2 separate regions of the Zea mays genome follow, and region 2 is linked to region 1. The links are chromatin contacts, called in public Hi-C maps. All regions are on one chromosome and are shown on one strand. The core of a region is the stretch at or near the end of the contact, and the rest is flanking DNA. Distances in the headings are between cores, read along the strand shown.

What was found. A called contact is a pair of places that touch in the nucleus more often than the background predicts.
Region 2: a contact with region 1 is called in a Hi-C map of ear, with 2.7 times the contacts expected there. The contact joins the promoter of LOC100278607 here to the promoter of LOC100281247 in region 1. A contact is called at or near these places in 2 of 25 Hi-C or Micro-C datasets (ear and leaf).

The regions. Positions count from the first base shown.
Region 1 is chr1:72,836,198-72,841,198 of Zm-B73-REFERENCE-NAM-5.0, forward strand. LOC100281247 reads left to right here and starts at 2,313. Exons shown (of 1, transcript NM_001154166.2): 1 at 2,313-3,307. The coding sequence starts at 2,523. The coding sequence ends at 3,191. It overlaps LOC103636280, which reads left to right. Exons shown (of 10, transcript XM_008658646.2): 8 at 361-473; 9 at 599-629; 10 at 786-1,980. The coding sequence ends at 1,795.
Region 2 is chr1:73,356,038-73,361,038 of Zm-B73-REFERENCE-NAM-5.0, forward strand. It overlaps LOC100278607, which reads left to right and starts at 1,998. Exons shown (of 5, transcript NM_001151829.1): 1 at 1,998-2,125; 2 at 2,246-2,376; 3 at 3,706-4,028; 4 at 4,125-4,197; 5 at 4,415-4,584. The coding sequence starts at 3,708. The coding sequence ends at 4,422.

The sequences.
Region 1 (5,001 bases), core at 1,063-3,562:
GTTGACAGTGCTTGTACTATATTGACTATAGAACATCAACATAATTGGTTATAATTGTGAACAATTTTGAAAGGATGAATCTTGAAATCTAACTATAGGCTGGTGTTAACTTTCAAGTAATAACTAGTTTTGCTGAGGTCAAAGGAAAAAACGTGTAGTTTTTGTTTGAAGGAGAGTGAGACTTGAAACCATTCTTCAACACCACCCACCGCTGCCTCTTGTTATCAACTGCTAGGTTTCTTAGGTGTTCCTATGATATCCTTTTTGCCTACATGATTATGCAAGCTTAATGCTTTTCTAACAGGTTAGATGACTACTAATTCGTCATTTTGAAAATGCTGTGTTCTTTTTTTGTTGAAGGTAATCGGGAGTCTAAAGGAGACACAAAGCCTCGAAAACAAGTAATCAAACCAAGTAAAGATGAGCTGAGGGAAGCTGTCTTTCTTATCTTGGATACTGCGGACTTTGCCACTGTGAGATACACTGTACATCATTTATCCTTAACTTGTCTGTTGGGTTATAAGATACAATAATTGTTTTGTGATATTTCTCCTGTAGTTTACATTTGTCTGTCTTTTTTCCTGTTCGCCTTTTCCAGATGACCTTTGGCGATGTTGTAAAAGAAGTCGGTATGTCTTTGCTTATTTTCTAGAGTCCTTCTATATCTTATCCTTGCAGACATCAAGACATGTTTGGTCGTGTTATGATGTCAAGGCACCTATGAAGCCTGAACGTTCATTTCTTTTTAGCTGGTTGACCTTTCTGACATGCTTTCGTATCTTCAGACAAATACTTTGGCAAGGATCTGTTTGAGAGAAAGCCACTAATAAGGTCGCTTATAGAAGAGGAGCTCTTTAGGCTAGCAGACGAGGCAGAGAAGAAGGAACTGGAAGAGTCGGAAGCAGCAGAGGCGAAGGCTAGAGCCGAGCAAGCTGCCAAGGAGATGGCACAAGTTCAAACAGTTGAATTGGTTATCAACGAGCAAAATGTACTTGAAGATGGTCGAGATAGCAACACCAAAGACAGTCTAAAGAACGCAAATGACAGTGCTAACAAGAAATGTATCGATGGTGGGGCTTCTGTGGAGTATGGTTTCAATGAAAACAGCTGTTACGCTGCTGAAGGTTCAGAAGAGCACAAAGTTGATGATGATAATAAAAACATAACTAAGGATGGCAATGGTGGAAAGGTCGCAGTTGCACCCACTGCAAACACTGATTGTACCTTACAACTACAGGGTTCAAGCAACGTCGAAGCTGAGACGACTATGAAGAGCAATGTTGGAACCCTAGAAGCGTCAAAAGATGGAGAAGTGAGAGATGCCAGAAATGGAGAAAACAATGGCACTGAAGATGGTGGGAATGAAGGAATCAGGAGTGGGAATGTTGGTAGCAATGCAGAAGCTGAAGAGTCTCACGGTCATGGAAATAATGAACGCGCAGAACATACCGAAGATGACAAGGCTCAGGAATGTAGCCACAATGAGAACAGTGCAAGTGTAGGAATCCTTGGCGATGGAGACGGTGAAGCTAGAGAAGGCGATATAAATGCGGAAGCGGAACAAAGTCAAGCAGACGGTGGCGGCAATAGTAAAGCGGAAGATGCTGAGCACAATGAAAACACCAAAACTGACGCCAATTCAAGCAAGAATGGTACTACTGCTGCTGGGAATGGAAAGACCGATGTTGACGTGAAGGGCGCAACAGCGATGGCGCAGCTGAAGGAAGCCCTGTGTGATGAGATGGATGTAGATTGCAAGGGAGGTGGAGTAGGACCCCGGTTATGTAGATCGTAGAAGTTGATTTAGGATCCCCAGTTGAGAGATTATCAGTGACGCTTTAACTCTTGTATTTGTATGATAGCTTATGCGTAGCTTAGATTTGATGTGTATAGCACTGGACTACTGGAGATCTGGAATACGGGAATCCAAACATTACCTTGTGGAAATTGAGCTTTATTGGGGGTTGGTATTGTATGTTTTCCCTGCAAAATCCAGTTTGCATTCATCTGCATCAGAACTGAAGTCAGTACGGTTTTTTTTGTTTCACGTCTTGTGGTGGTTTTTTACGTCTGGACCGAGTGCAGTGTCCTAGGTGGCAAACCGGCCACTTGCGCATCTCACGGACCGGGCTCCGTCCCACGTGTTCCCGGGCCCGCGGCGACGGCCTGGATGGATCCTAGGTGGCGCGCATCCACGGAGGCGGAATCGCCAGGTGGCACACACTTATCAGGAAACGAACGGCGGGAGGCGCACCACGTTCAGAGCTGAATGCGTTCTTATCCGCGCGATCCGACGGACCCCGCCCATCTCCCTCCATTGCTCGCTCGCTCGCTCTTCTCCAGCAGCAGCTCCTTCAAATGCAAATCTCTTTGCTGCCGACGCAGAGACTCGCCAAATTTCCCTCCCTCCTCCTAGCCTTCTCGTCGCTCCTGTTCTTCTCGCATCCCCAGCCCAGGTGGTGTCCCCTGTCGCGTTGATGCATGCTCCCTCGGCGGTGGCCTTGAGCTGAGGCGGCGGAGCGATGCCGGACTCGGACAACGACTCCGGCGGGCCGAGCAACGCCGGGGGCGAGCTGTCGTCGCCGCGGGAGCAGGACCGGTTCCTGCCCATCGCCAACGTGAGCCGGATCATGAAGAAGGCGCTCCCGGCCAACGCCAAGATCAGCAAGGACGCCAAGGAGACGGTGCAGGAGTGCGTGTCCGAGTTCATCTCCTTCATCACCGGCGAGGCCTCCGACAAGTGCCAGCGCGAGAAGCGCAAGACCATCAACGGCGACGACCTGCTGTGGGCCATGACCACGCTCGGCTTCGAGGACTACGTCGAGCCGCTCAAGCACTACCTGCACAAGTTCCGCGAGATCGAGGGCGAGAGGGCCGCCGCGTCCGCCGGCGCCTCGGGCTCGCAGCAGCAGCAGCAGCAGGGCGAGCTGCCCAGAGGCGCCGCCAATGCCGCCGGGTACGCCGGGTACGGCGCGCCTGGCTCCGGCGGCATGATGATGATGATGATGGGGCAGCCCATGTACGGCGGCTCGCAGCCGCAGCAACAGCCGCCGCCGCCTCAGCCGCCACAGCAGCAGCAGCAACATCAACAGCATCACATGGCAATAGGAGGCAGAGGAGGATTCGGCCAACAAGGCGGCGGCGGCGGCTCCTCGTCGTCGTCAGGGCTTGGCCGGCAAGACAGGGCGTGAGTTGCGACGATACGTTCAGAATCAGAATCGCTGATACTCCTACGTAGAATTATACCTCCTACCTAATTGATGACACCGCACCGCACCTCGTTGTGCTGCCTGTCCTTGTACGTTTACTAATTACTGCTGCCTGTATGTAAATCAAAATCTGAGGCTCCCATTTCGAAACGGACGGTGAACTACTCTTCCCGTTTCGTTTCATACGAGAATCGAACTCGTTTTCAATTAAATTATCAATCCATATCTTGAGAGCTCGAGGCAGCCAACACCAGGTGTGTCTCCAGGACAAATACATACTACATGAACTGTGACTCGTCAAACTAGGAGAGGATATTTTCCTTTTGGGCCACTTCCTCGTCACGGACAAGGTCCCTGGAAACACCAAAAGGAAAGGAGTGCCGTGTTTGAGCGTACTCCATCAATCAACAGTGTGTGTGTCTGACGAGAGGCGATTGCTGTGATTAGGAGATCCACACCGCGTTTACCACATGCAGCTACGCACAAGTTGGTCGACAGAGCATTTAGGCCCCTCGCTCTCGCAGGTACTAGCACAGATCAGGCTCCACCTTTGTACTTTGAAAAGGGTGTGCTGTACCTTGTGTCTGCAGTTCTTCACCGGACACAGTGAGCATTTGTTTATTCGTTACAAAAAAGTGTGTATTTCAGTGTTTTAAATATCAGGATAAGATATTTATCTCCACATTTATCAAAATCGCAAATATCAGGATATATCGAGATATAGCGGGATACATCGTGTCAAATAGCATAACTTTTCACTGCTAAAAAACTATATTAGGATAAATTGGCCGTTATATTGGGATAAATCGGCCATTATAACCTGATATTTAAAACCTTAGTGTTTGAACCGTAAAAGAGCCGGCGGACGGTCCGGCCCTGAGGCCGGACGGTCCGCGGTCCGGACAGTCCGCGTCTGTGGGCCGGACGGTCCGCGCGTGCGCAGAACAGATTAGGGTTCCGAGTTTTGTGCTACGGTTGTTAGCTAGATTCGCGGAATTAGCTCGGAATCAGTTGTGTAAAGGGTCCAGCCCCCCTCCTCTATAAATAGAGAGGTCTACGGCCGATTTGTAATCAACAATCGAATCAATACAACTTCTATTTCGCATTTTATCCTAGGAGTAGTTCTAGTCTAGTTTAGGTTTAGCTATCCAATCCCCAAATTCTTCGTCTCTCTTCGGCTCTACGTCGATTAGAGGAGTCTAGGTCGGCCAGCCCGAGCCTAGACACAACCTAGGATCTCTACTCCCCGACGGGGTCCCTCCCGGGAGCGAGATCCAGGCGCCGTCGGCGATCTTCCGCCGTCCCTGCGTACGCGCGGACCGTCCGGCCCCAGGGCGCGGACCGTCCGGCCGTCAGGCAGGAGCCCTAGCCGCGCACCAGGCCGCGGACCATCCGGCCCCAGGCCGCGGACAGTCCGCCCTTGCGCAGAGAGCACCACCGCGCCTCGCACCAGGCCGCGGACCGTCTGGTCCCTGCGCGCGGACCGTCCGCCCCTGTGCAGAGGGCACCGCCACGGTTCTTGTTGAGTGTTTGGCGCTCCGAAAAGGCGTCAACATACTTTTTGGCGACTCCGCTGGGGACAGCACATCTAAGCTCATCAAATCGGCCCTCAATGGCCGGTTCAAGGGATAGTTCTGATATTTCTCCAAGCAACATCATAGAGCCGACTTGGGAAACCTTGCTGGCTGACGAGCAGCTCCAGTTCGAGGAGCACAAGGAGCGGATGATCTAGGAGGCGAAAGCAAAGTTCTTGGCCAACTTCAAAGTGGACAGGAACAACAAGGTCGTCCGA
Region 2 (5,001 bases), core at 748-3,247, 520 kb after region 1:
TAAGACGATCAGCGAGATTATCCTACATCTGTTTCTCGGCTCTAGTCGCCTTCGATTCCCTTGCATTCTGTGCTCTCTTCTCATTTGCCACCTTCAATCTTCTCTGCTTTGCACGCATCGGGCTATCAAAACTCGTCGATTTTGTGAACCTACGCATGTCCTGTATGCGATCGTTAATGTACAAATCGACGAGCTGAGATCCACAACGCATGTTTTGTCCCATTAGTCTCTTGGACTTTATTGTACATATCACCTCTCCTTTGTCGTCGTAACTCTTCCAACCGCATTTTCTCGTCTCCTACAAAAAAAGAGTAAGTACAGATGCAACATTGCAGCTGATGCAAACAAAAAATAAATACCAACCTCATTGTAATCTACCATATGTCCACAAAAATAGCTAACACCAAGCTCGGAAGGAACTAATCCATACTTAACTTCAATACCACATTTGCAGAGTACTGGATCAAACTTCAACTCTTCCACCCACTCATTTTTTTTCTTTTCCTTTGCCTCTGGTTCTAGCCAATAGGACATAGGACCATACAACCACTCTATGAAATGACACTTACGCCACTCATATGGCTTCAAGAGAATAATTTAGTAAATTTGTGCACAAAATAACAAAAGTTTAGTCATTTGTTATGAGCTCACATAATCAATGTTCGGACACACAAAGTGCTTCGCAGTGTCCTCATCGATGACAGCACGATCTCCGCAATCGCATCGAGGCGGTGAGTCCATTCGTATTTCTGTTGCTACATCCTTCTCCACATCCATCATTGGTGGAGGATTCAGGGAAGGAGGTACCCAACGCTTAAAACGCTCATGACTAGTACTTCCACACAACCAATTAGCGAAAAGAAGATATCGAGGGTCAAATTTATTAGGACCGTCGATCCACTGGAAAAGAAACACCTCAGGTGCTCCTACAAAATGGAACGAAGCATTATTACACATCTAGTAAACAATATTAACTCACAAGTCATAAGGTACGTACGTTAAAACTGCCACAAAGGTAGAAGCAGCGAGCAGCTGTGTCTGGATGTTTGGATTGACATACCCAAGCCAGTCTGCCACAATCATAGTTAGGCACAAGAAGTTCAGGAGGAACAGGAGCATCCTTACTAGATACATCCGGATATAACTCCCGATGACGATCTCTCTTCTGCCACAACGCCTCCCGGTACATGTCTTTCGTCTAAGAAACGATTATATATTAACACAAGTACATAATACACAGTATAATCAGATTTCACAAACTATCAAATCAAATGTGAATCGAAAAACTATCCTAGGAGCAACAATGAAAACTAATAATCGAAAAATTACAAAACAATATACAAAACGAATCAGTGAGACACCATACCTTGGTCTACAAAGTATTCTAACTCGAATCTTTGGATGGAGCAACTTTAAAGAAGTTTTGAATGGAGGGGAAATGAGCTCCTCTCGGCCAGCAGAACGACCGATTTATAGGCCTCCCTAGCTCAGCGCCAAGATCTGTGGCATCAAGTTAGGAGGCCGTGTCGGCGCCACGCCAGCCCTGGCCGCCGGGAGCCACCACCACCACGTAAGAGCTCGGCGTCCTATGGCACCGAGCGTCGGGTCTAAATAAAGAAATAAGTCATCCAGGGGTCTAAATGTAAATTTTTGTGAAAAAATGGTTAAAAAGACAAAAAAAATCGGCAACCCTACGTCCATGTGTTTCGTGTGTTTTCTCTATCGTGCTTCTGGAAAGGGAGACAGACTTCTACGATTCCTAGCGTCTAATCTGTCAACGGAAGGAAAGTGAGCGGATCTGATGATCCATGTTAGGGCTGATTTGGCAGCCCATTTCCCCGCTGGGAACCCAGCCTTTTCCCTGTGCCAGCAGCCTACGTGACAATATTCCACCGGCAAAAAATTTGCCCTGTTTGGAAGGCGGATCCGTGGGGGCATCAGCCCACCCCGAGCCCAGCTTCCGCGTGGAAAGACGCCCTGCCTCTGGACGTCGGACAACCATCGCTCCGATTGTCTCGTCTATTCCTCATCTCGTGGATGGTGGCGGCGTCCTATCTCTGTTGCTGTTGATGATTTCTTGAACGCACGACGAACGCGAGCTATGTCGAACCCTACCAAATCACAGGTACGTGAACCCTACCGGATCTCCCTCTTCTCCCCTTCCTACACCTCCCCCGCACGCTCCCAAATCCAAGTAGCGGATCCCCTCACGCTCCCAAATCCCCACACGCTCCCAAATCTGCAGATTCCCTCGGTCGGTCCCCAACCATAGCGGCTGTCAAATCCCCAGATCAAATGCTTATTCGGTGGGTGCAGAGATAAAACTGTCGCATGCTTCCTCCCTCGCAGGCCGGGTCCAAGGAAACCTGCTAGCTGGTTAGTATGCCATTACTCTGCTCATCTGTTGTTTTGCTCCAGTGTCATCAGCTTGCCAAAAGAAAAAAAGAAAAATGGATTACTTGCTTCCAGTGCCATGCGGTTTGAGCTCATCAGCAGACTCTCCATCAGATGGTGCAGCAGTTTTTTTTGGTTTCCGCGGTAGAGGATCGCGGAGTTTGACCAACCAGTGGTTAGCACCATGTGCCCGAGATGGCAAACTGATTTTTTTGGATTTCCGCGGTAGAGGATAGTGCAGCAGTTTGTTTTGGATTAATTGGTGCATACAGTTTTTGTTGGGTGGGTCGTGGGAGTATGAGGTGATGGCAGGAGGTCGATCAAAGCAAACGACCACACACGCCTGATTGGCTTATTGCTTATTGCTTTCAATATTACTTGCTTATATCATGGCTAGATGCATGATTAAATTTTTATTTTTTATGTTATATGATAGGTAGCTCAGTTATACAAGTGCATGATTAAATTTTATGTTTCTAGATAATGGGTTCTTGGGAGGAGCATGTTAGGCGGTTTTTGTTGGAGGAGGAAGAAGATGATGACGAACTGTTCTTTGTTATTCTCCCTGCTATAATCCCATACCTCTCAGAGGAGTTCGGTACCATCTTAGTCAGTTTAGGAGACGTCGTTCATCACAAAGTGGTTATGCAAACTACAAAGAGTTGTTCAATCATCGCCATGCAATTCTCCGCAACCATATAGAGAGGGCCATTGGTGTTCTTAAGAAAAGGTTCCCGATTCTAAAAGTAGGGACATTCCATCCCATAGCAAACCAAATCAAGATCGTTGTTGCAGCCATTGCATTTCACAACATAATTAGAGGGCATAATGGTGATGAAGGATGGCTGGACAACCAACCAGATTATATGTCTCCAAGTCAATATGTTGATGTCCCTGAGGTAGACAACATCTATCCTAATGACACAGAGTCAAGTGATGGAAGTACACTAAGAGATCAGATTGCACTGCAGATGTGGGCTGCCTACAATAGTTGATTAGCTTGAGTCCAAATACAATAAGGCATTGTAGATGTGGAGTTTTTGCTATGTCTAGTTTCTCTACCATGTTTTTTACAATGTTTGCAGCTTGATGTAATGATGTAATGCAACTATCTGTCTTATCTACTTATACAACTATGTTGTGTTAGTTATTCCATCACTTTTTTGTGTGATCTAAAATGTCAAATGCAGGTATCTAGTAATACACTTGATGTTTCTTCTCTTTTTTGGCCTTTATTCAACTGTACATAGTGTAATGTTGTATGTTCTTTTTATTTTACTAATGCCTTTGAATATTTATTGGAAAATATAGCCATGTCAAAGGAAGGTGCAAGGGCGTCCTGGAACTCAACATATGAGAAGGGTTTAGTCGATGTACTACATGACAACAAAGATAACCCAAAGTTGAAGGGTCAAAATGGATGGAATTCAGAGGGATGGAAGTGTATCACTGCTAAGTTTAATGAAAGGTTCTCTTTGGCTCATTTCACAAAACAACAATTACAAGAGAAGGACAAAGAACTTAAATCAAGTTATAAAGCAGTAAGAGATTCAAGAAAAGAAAGTTGGACTGGTTGGAATGACTCCCTATGTATGATATTAGCTGAACCAGAGGTTTGGGCAAGGTTGATTAGTGTAAGCAAATTCTTTTTATAACATTATGTCTTTTCTTATTCAATATGATCTTTTTTGTTGCTGAGAACTAATTACATTTCATGTTGCATTTAATAGGCTCACCCAAAGGTTGCAAGGTTTCGCAAGAAGCCATTTCCTCTTTTCTACTCTTTAGAAGCACTTTATGAAGGTGAGTGTCAACAAAGAACCACAATGTTCGAAGAATGTGGCTAAAGCACAAAATCAGGCATGTCCTTAGTTAAGCATGTAACAAAACATAGCTTCCAAGAACATGTTAGCAGCATACTTCTGCAAGTTTCTTCGCTTTTGTCACTTCCTAGTTGTAAAATGTTGGTACATGGTGTAAACTAAACTGTGTGTCAATTGGTGCTACTTGGTATTTGCAGAGTGCTAAGTGGAAGCAACACTTGAAGCTGACATGGAGAAGAAAAATGGAACAACAATCCACATGAAGCTTGTAAAAAAGAAGTTAAACTAATAATTTATTCTAGTGTCAAAGTTCATAATGACTGGACTTGTACTCTGTTATTATGCTATAATAATTTGTTGAATATTAGATGATCATGTCATGTGCTGTTTTTTTTACATTTTTAGTGATGTTTCATTGTGTTTTTGTTTTTCTAAATATTTCCTATTTTTCTTTGATTTTTATGATTTTTTGAAGAATTTTGTCTCCAGAGAGGTTTTTAGCCCCTTGTTTGCCAAACAGTGAGTGACAGGAAAATACATTAAAGTGGGAAAAATCCTCCCAGGGAATTAAAGTGTCATTTAAAATCCTCTTGGTGGATAATTTCCCTAGGTTTTTTGTCTATTTATTGCCAAATTAGCCCTTAATGTAGTTATTCAACGTTAAAAACGACGGCTGATTATTGATCTTTTCGCTTTCACCCCTAACCAAAGGTTTATAGTTTGTATAAGGGCATGTAGATTCAATTGTTCAGCCAGAACGTAGATCGGGAACGGAGTTGCTGGG